Linked DNA regions of Mus musculus: region 2 is linked to region 1. The links are chromatin contacts, called in public ChIA-PET maps. All regions are on one chromosome and are shown on one strand. Each heading gives the region's core, a stretch centred on a gene start, on an enhancer-like site or on the middle of the called end of the contact. The rest is flanking DNA. Distances are from core to core; before and after follow the strand shown.

Region 1 (4,301 bases), core at 815-3,314:
AACAAAGAAATGGTTACAGAAAATGTGGTACATTTACACAATGGAGTGCTACTCAGCTATTAAAAAGAATGAATTTATGAGATATCTAGGCAAATGGATGGACCTGGAGGGCATAATCCTGAGTGAGGTAACCCAATCACAAAAGAACTCAAACAATATGTACTTACTGATAAGTGGATATTACCCCAGAAACTTAGAATACCCAAGATATAAGATCCAATTTGCAAAACACAAGAAACTCAAGAAGAATGAAGACCGAAGTGTAGACACTTTGCCCCTTCTTAGAATTGGAAACAAAACACCCATTGAAGGAGTTACAGACACAAAGTTTGGAGCTGAGATGAAAGAATGGACCATCTAGAGACATCCATACCCGGGGATCTATCCCATAATCAGCCTCCAAATGCTGACACCATTGCACACACTAGCAAGATTTTGCTGAAATGACTCTGATATAGCCGTCTCTTGTGAGGCTATGCCAGGTGTAGCAAACACAGAAGTGAATGCTAACAGTCAGTTATTGGCTGGATCACAGAGCCCCCAATGAAGGAGCTAGAGAAAGTACCCAAGGAGCTTAAGGGATCTGCAACCCTATAGGTGGAACAAAAATATGAACTAATCAGTATCTCCGGAGCTCATGTCCCTAGCTGCATATGTATCAGAAGATGGCCTAGTAGGCCATCAGTGGAAAGAGAGGCCCATTGGTCTTTCAAACTTTATGTGCCTCACACTTCAGTGGAAATCCAGAGCCATGAAGTGGGAGTGGGTGTGTAGGGGAGTTTGGGGAGGAGGGTATGGGGGACTTTTGGGATAGTATTGGAAATGTAAATGAAGTAATTACCTAATTAAAAAAATGAAAAATAAATTAAATGAAGATGTCAATATCCTAAATAGACATAATAGTTGAGGAGTTTAAACTAGTAATAAAAGGCCTTTTAACCAAGAAAAAGGCCAGGATCAGATTGATTCACAGCAGAAAGAGTTAGGGTGAATCCTTTTGGAACTGGGTGGAGAGAGGATAGTGAGATGAAACAGTCAGGTGTGGGAGAGATCAGCACAGGGAGAGCTAGGATGAGAAGGCCTGGAGAGTGAAAAGAAATCAGAGGGTAGGAGTGGGTGACATGGGGTAGCAGGGGGATCTTTAGGATATGACAGAAACCTGCGATATGGGAGGTTGTGGGAATCTATGAGGGTGACTCTATCTAAGACTTCTAGAAATGGGGGAAATAGAGCTTGAAGTGGCCATCTCCTGAAGCCAGGCAGAACTCCCAATGGAGTATGAGGACACCACCCTACCCACAACCCCTCCCACCCCAAAATTCTCCTGCCTACAAGAAGTGCAGGAATATGGAGAAAAGACTAAAGGAATGATCAACCAATGACTGACCCATCTTGAGACTCATGGTAATCACCAATCCCTGACACTATTAATTATACTCTGTTGTGCTTGCCAACAGATGTGGGACAGTGGGCTATGCCAGGAAACTTTGTAAAGTTGAGTGGATCTGAGACCCCACCATCCAGGCACCCACCTGAGATGGTAGGTGTCTTTTTGCTCCCTACTAGATTCCTGATCCAGAACATATGACCACACACATCATAGAAATCCTAAGTAGGCTGCTTAGCTGCTCTGAGCGTATAGTCATTTGCCTTATTTCATTTCAGAATAGTGACTAAGTTCATCTGTGCTTTTAGTGTGCTGCCATTCTCTTAATAGAAGACAGGGGATCAAACAGCATCGAACAAAATCTAGTTGGTGTGTCACTCACAAAGAAGCTGAAGAAATGTGAGGAACAATAGTGTTTACCACATTCATCTGTGACTAGGGAAGGTAAAGATTCCTAATCTCAATGGCCTGTATAGTCATCTATTGTGGCAGACTTTCCTACTTTTTTTCAGAATTACAGTAGATGGGCCAACTCTGAGCTCCCAAATTAGCCTTCGTGCTATGAATGCTTCCAAAACATGTAACATCCTGATAGCACAGTATCTAAGACTATGATAATCTCCAGGCTGTGCAAGGAAACACACTCATATCAACCACCCATCCCTGTGTGCATTCATGAACACGAATGCTACAGTTGCATGTGGGCGATACTCTATCAAGAGAAGTTTAATCATACAAAGCACATGTCTTCCTCTGGCACTTAGTTAGGGTTTGCATTGTTGTGATAAAAACATCGCTGACAAAACCAACCTTGGGAGGTGAGGGTTTATTTAATCTTGCGGTTTGTATATCATCATCCAGAGAAGTCAGGACAGGAAGTCAAAGTAGAAAACTGAAGGCAGGTTCTGAAAACTTGCTTACTGGCTTGCTCCTGTTGGCTTGCTCAATCTGCTTTCTTATAGCATCAAGCACTTTAAGCTCTGTGTTGGCATTCCCCACAGTGAGCTGGCTCTTCCACATCAGCCATTAATTAATAAAATCCAGAGTAGGCTTGCCCACAGGTCAGTGTGGTGAGGGCCCTCTGTCAATTGAGCCTACTTCTTTCAAAATTATTCTAGCTTGTGCCAAATTTATATAAAACTAGTCATCACAAAGCCATTCCAGATCTCCCTATAGGAAACCTGAGTATCAAAGGTATTATACTATCCTCATTATGTTTTATAAGCTCAAAACAAATTCTAGGTGAAATCTGATAGTATTATCCCCAAGCCTAAGGTTAAGTTGGTATAACGTTTGTTCGAATTGGGTGCTTTGTCATCATGATGTAGTTTTTTTCTGAGCCATGAGACCAACTCCTCTACTGCCTTTCACACCTTATTATACAGGGAATGCAGTCTCAATTACCGTGCTTCTCTTGAGGTTTCTGTCAGTAGAGTAAATGTAATGTCTTTGTTATCTATTAAAGTTTCTCTAGTTTATATTTGGAGCTTTACCTTTAGTTGTGTGTTGCGGAACTCTTGGTGACATCTATGTTCAGCTTGATAGGATTGCTACTACATTTCAAATTTCAGACCTGGACTTATTTCCTTCTCCTTCCACTAGACAAGCTCTATTATTCAGAGCAGGGGAATGGACTTCAGTGCATCTTTTCTTTCATTATTCAAAACCAGCAATTATAATCTCTTACCTTATTTCCAGAGCCCATACGGTGATAGCATATTGCACTCTAATTTATTTAAGTTGCTTTATGTCTGGAAACTACTGGTAGAGGATCTTCCAAATATTTCTGTACTTTCTATTATACTTACTAGTATCTTAGAGATATAATCTTATTTCCTTTTATATATGGAGTTTCTGAAGATGAAAGCAGGAACTGTCTCAAGTAGATCCTTGGGTTGTGATAATACCCTCCCTCATTTTTTATTTAATCTGAAGCTATAATAAAGAAATACCATCTATAAAACAAGTCTGGGACTTTTCATTTCACTAGTTATTCAATGAAGTTAATATAAATAATATTTCCCAAATACCAATTAAAGCCATTCAGTAGAACCAATGCATCTCCCTATGAGCAATAAAAAAGATTAATGATTACTTCCAGTGATTCTCTGGACACTTCAAAGGCCTTTCTGGATCTCCATATAGGAGTCTATATATAATGTGAGTGGCATTTCACTAAAGCAAGCATCATGTGACTAAGCCAAGTAAGAGGTTTATATAAACCTATCTCTGTATTCTTGTGTACAAAGAGGTTAGCTAAGAAGCTCAGTCCTTATACCCTTCCACTTTATGCATTCAAATTTGGGCAGCATTTATTTTTCTATTGCCCATTTAGGATGTCTTATATAGTGATACACTATTTTAGGTTATCCTATAGGGACCTCGTGGTATTTACCTTTATATTTGGGAAATTACACTAATGGGTTCTTTTCAAAAATTTATTTTTTCAGTTTTTTGTTTTCACTCTATCCTTTCTATAATGTACTGTTGCTTGACTAAGTGGATTCCCACAAGTTTTATATGGTCTGTTCGTGTTTCTTCAGGCTTTTTATTCTTGGTTTTTGTTATTCTCCTCAGACTCATTAATTTCAAATAAGTGATACTCAGTCTACTGAGTCTTTCTTCAGCTTGTTCAAGTCTCACATTGTTTACACCAGTGAAGTTTGCAATTCAGTTATGGTAATTTTCAATTTCTGTTTGTACATTTACTAATTGCTATTACTTTACTGGCTTACTTATTTTATAATGAAACTTTGAATTCTTTGAGGAAATTCTTTTTTTTTACACTTTTTACATTTTCTGTTTAAAACAGTTGTTTTGTTTAATGTTCGTAACATGTTCAGCAACACAACAACTTTGAAACTGTTTAAAGAGATGCCCTTTAATGATATGCATATCTGTTTCTTTATGTGAT
Region 2 (3,942 bases), core at 675-3,174, 520 kb before region 1:
CACAGGACAGTTGTAGTGGAGGAAAACGCCACTCATTTGAACAAGGTTTTATAGGATATGACAAGCAAGAGGTGAGTCTTTCTAATTGGCAAGCACCTAATTGGGATGCTAGCATGGCCTTTGCATAATCTGGAGCTAGATATTGGCCTGTTAGTATAGTTGAGTCTAAACTTAGGTCAGGTTCCCTAAAATGGAGTCTGAATGCCCAAAAATTGGTCTCTCAGTCCCTTCTTGCCTGAGCACAAGGTCTGTCAAGCTTGAATAAAGAAGACACTAGGGTGATTGCATTGGAATCAGCTCCTTGGTGGTCTTTTGGGTTTTGTGAACTCTTAACAGGCATAGCACCAGAACATATATGTTTCTAGGACTGACTACTTGGTAGTAGATAGCAAATCAAGAGGCTTATTTGGGAGAAACTCGCATTCTTCCTTTCTCAACACTTGTTAATTGATTTAGTTCAATTAACAATTCATCTGGGGAGTGGGGCAAGAAGTTTCTCTCATTTATATTGGGATATCAGCTGTTTTTTGAATTGTTTAGGTTTTATTTAGTCACCCATGTGATTGGGATTTCATGGTATAGCTTCCTTCTTATACTTAGAAGTTATAATCTCACAGTAGACATCTGCATCCTCTGCATTTTTCCATCTTCTTTTGCAAAATATTTCTTGATCTTTAGATGCAGGAGTTCTTGTTAATGTACCAATTAGTACTTTTCACCGCATTGTCAGTTTATCTCTCCACTTTTACCAGTTGTTGCATTTGTAATGTTATCCTTACACTTCTTTAAGGATGGGTAATATAGTTTTCACTTGCTAGACATAATTGTCATCTCAGCATATTTACTTCTGAATAAACTTACCCTTTCTAGCTCTTTATGAACAATGGAGAGCTGGTTCACCTCAGCTGTTCTTGCTCAAACTCCTCTCAAAGCTGAATGATTCAATCTGACTTAACCTTAATTGCTTTGCTTAGTCTAAAACTAAATCTGAGAATCTCTTCTAATTTTGTGGTTCATTCTTTATCTCTGAATTCAACCTCCTCAACCTCACTACATTACACTCACTGCACTGACTCCCAGATCACTGCCTCTCTTTCCCCTAACTACTCCCAAAGAGCTTTGCTTTCCTGTGTTGTTCTCCTAAGAGTTGGACATATCTTCTCCCTGACTCATTCTGTCAAGCATTTCTCTGATTCATCATTTTGTCTGACTAAATATAGATGTCATTTTCAAACATGGTTGCTTCCTTCTAAAAATTAATTTTACTTTAAAGTTGTGTACTAGGGACTTGTTTGTATTCCAACCAGAGGAATTAAAGATGTGTGTGTGTCTGAATTCCAGCTGCATTACACAGACAGAGGTCTTTATATTTGATCCTTTCCCAGAACTGCCATGTTGCTAGATTAAAATTCCTCTACCTCTTCTTCCCCTCTTTCTGTTTAAGATAAAAACCATGCACATTTTAAGTATTAAAATAGGAACAATTATCAATTTCATGATGTTAACAACCTGGATGTTTTTAAATTTTACAGTCTGAATGGCCTTATGAAGATCCACTGATGAGTTGATCCTTCAGAACTGCAGTAGTTATCATCTGTCCCTCAGCAAAGGTCCGTTTTCTTATCTGCCAGCCTCAAGAACCATCTGTTTCTTTTTAGCCAGTTTGTTGAGCTGCTCCATGCAAGGGAAGGGGGTTTAGCTTTCTGTGTCATCTCCCTTATTGTCTTTCTGTGTCTCTTCTTTCCTGGAGTCATGCCTTTTATTAAAACGCTTTTCTTACTCAGATCAAATCTTTATCAATTCTGATAGAATCCACCACCTGTGTAGACAAACCACTTCCATACCCCCTGACTTCCTTTCTGATATTAAAACATCTTTAAAATACAAAAGTTGATCTAATTCAGCAGTTTTCCCCCCAACAATCCAATGTCTTTCAGCTAACTTTATTTTTCCTCTCTGTTTATCAGGGTACAATTAGATCTTCATGAATCCAGAAATAAACTAGATACTTAGGTACTTGTATTTCATTCCTGGCTCTATGCCAGTGAGCAGGGCTTCTCACCCATTGTAGAAACATTCAAGCCAAGTTTCAATGAACACCTGTTTTGTGTCTTGATCTGCTAGTGCGTGGTTTATACAAGATGATCATATGTGTAAGAAGTCCGTGAATAACGTAGACTTTTGTCCTTCTTTCTCTGCTTTATTCCAATCTCTTAAAGCTACAAAAACAGAGTCATCAAATTGTACCTGCTGTCTTAAATCATCAAATTGATTTTTTCAAGTCATGGTGCTGTCCCCTACATACATATCCTCGGTTTTAAAAAGGATCTAAAGTGGAATTTCCCAATTTTTTAATGAAGAAAAATCTGTCTATATTAGGGAGCTGTGGGGTACTGCCAAGATAGACATGTTACTATTGTATGTTTAACATTGTCTTAACATAATAGTCTTTATTGTGGTCCATAGGTATGGTTCATAGTTGGGTAAGGATATTGATTGCTTTCTTCTACTATCAGCTTTTATGTCTCATTTGGGTTTTATAAAGCTATTTTTTAGGGATGAGCCTTTTGTACCAGTTTCAGGTCTAATCTTCTCATCACATGTCTAAAGTATATTATATCTTCAGCAATAGTTACTTATTTCAACTTCTTGGAGACAACCAAGTGCACTGGCAATAGTCTACTTCAGAATTTTCTTGGAATTCCTTGATTAATCACTCTAAAGATAGTTTCTTATATGTGGGGCTTGTGTTTTGATTAGATAGTCATGAGGGCAGCCTTATCTCATAAGGGTAATATATACATCCCAGACAGTGTAATTAAAACATATACAACTATATGTGTTATCTGTAAATATAAAATAATAATTTCTCATTTTTTCAGGCATGAATCTTCTTTAATCTCAAACAGCCTTTGAGCCTAATCCCTAGCCACAGAACTCAGACCACCATCTGTCTTACTTTCAGAGGGAACAGAAAGTCACCAAGCCATGATATCATACCTCTATCCCCAAGACTCTCAAAGTAATAGATTTCATCTTATAGTACTCTGTTACAGCATTCTTAAGGTCCTAAATGTTTTATGGATCTGCACGTTTCTCTATTTCTCTTTACAAAAATAAAGTGGCTAGTTATAATAGACTTCTATTTTTTTTTGAGTTCTTCAATCTATTTATTTTGTTTTTAATAAGATTTTGTTTTTATTCAGGAATATTCAGATTGCAGAAGTCACATATATAAGCCTGTTTTGGTTTGATTTAGAATATACTAACTCACTAGAAAACTTAAGGAAAATCAATAATTGTATAATTATAAATTTTACATAGCAAGAAAACATTATATATTGTATATTGTAACTTTATTTTCTGTATTTTAATGCATTCTCAACAACTTCTATAAAATTTGCTATGCATATTTCAAAGGCAATTCTAAAGTTCTATCATCTAACCTATTTTATGTTAATTTTGACATATGCATTATATACGAATAGCTGATTTTCTTCATTGATTTTGTATCTTGAACAATTTTCTCCTATATACTTAAATTAAAATTACTTCTTTTCAATATATACTGAGAAATTTTGACCCAAAAATGTTATTTGTACATAATGACAAATGGTTAATTTAATCAATTTTATCAGTTATCAATTTTTCCCTCATTTTTCCCTACTCCCTACTCTCTATTGCCTTTGTAAAATTCTCTGGATGACATTTCCAATACAATATTTATATATTGTATGAATGAGTATCTTTTTTTAGTTTCACTTCAAAAGGACTGCTTCCACACTTCAATATATATAAAAAAAATTGTTTTAGTTTTCTGATTACAACTACTTCAAGTCAGTCTTGCTTCTATTTTTAATTTCATAAGTGATTTCAAGTATAACTATGATATTTGGCATCTTTTGGAACAATTTTTATTTTCTCGTTTTTTTTTTAAGGTGT

Evidence for each region. ChIA-PET counts read pairs in DNA pulled down with a chosen protein or histone mark.
Region 2: an SMC1A ChIA-PET map of the G1E-ER4 cell line shows a contact between it and region 1, with 9 read pairs. The contact joins two enhancer-like sites. A contact is called at or near these places in 1 of 15 datasets of contacts at CTCF or cohesin (the G1E-ER4 cell line) and 1 of 484 Hi-C or Micro-C datasets (the G1E-ER4 cell line).

What each region holds. Positions count from the first base shown.
Region 1 is chr12:48,084,989-48,089,289 of GRCm38.p6, reverse strand. No RefSeq gene overlaps it. Among named protein-coding and RNA genes, the nearest start is that of Gm26454, 920 kb to the left of the region's middle. Within about 2 kb of position 2,064, at least 3 of the 459 cell types and tissues checked have an H3K27ac peak or open chromatin away from gene starts, as enhancers often do. A contact at or near this core is called in the G1E-ER4 cell line, where this site is marked.
Region 2 is chr12:48,602,698-48,606,639 of GRCm38.p6, reverse strand. No RefSeq gene overlaps it. Among named protein-coding and RNA genes, the nearest start is that of Gm26454, 410 kb to the left of the region's middle. Within about 2 kb of position 1,924, at least 4 of the 459 cell types and tissues checked have an H3K27ac peak or open chromatin away from gene starts, as enhancers often do. A contact at or near this core is called in the G1E-ER4 cell line, where this site is marked.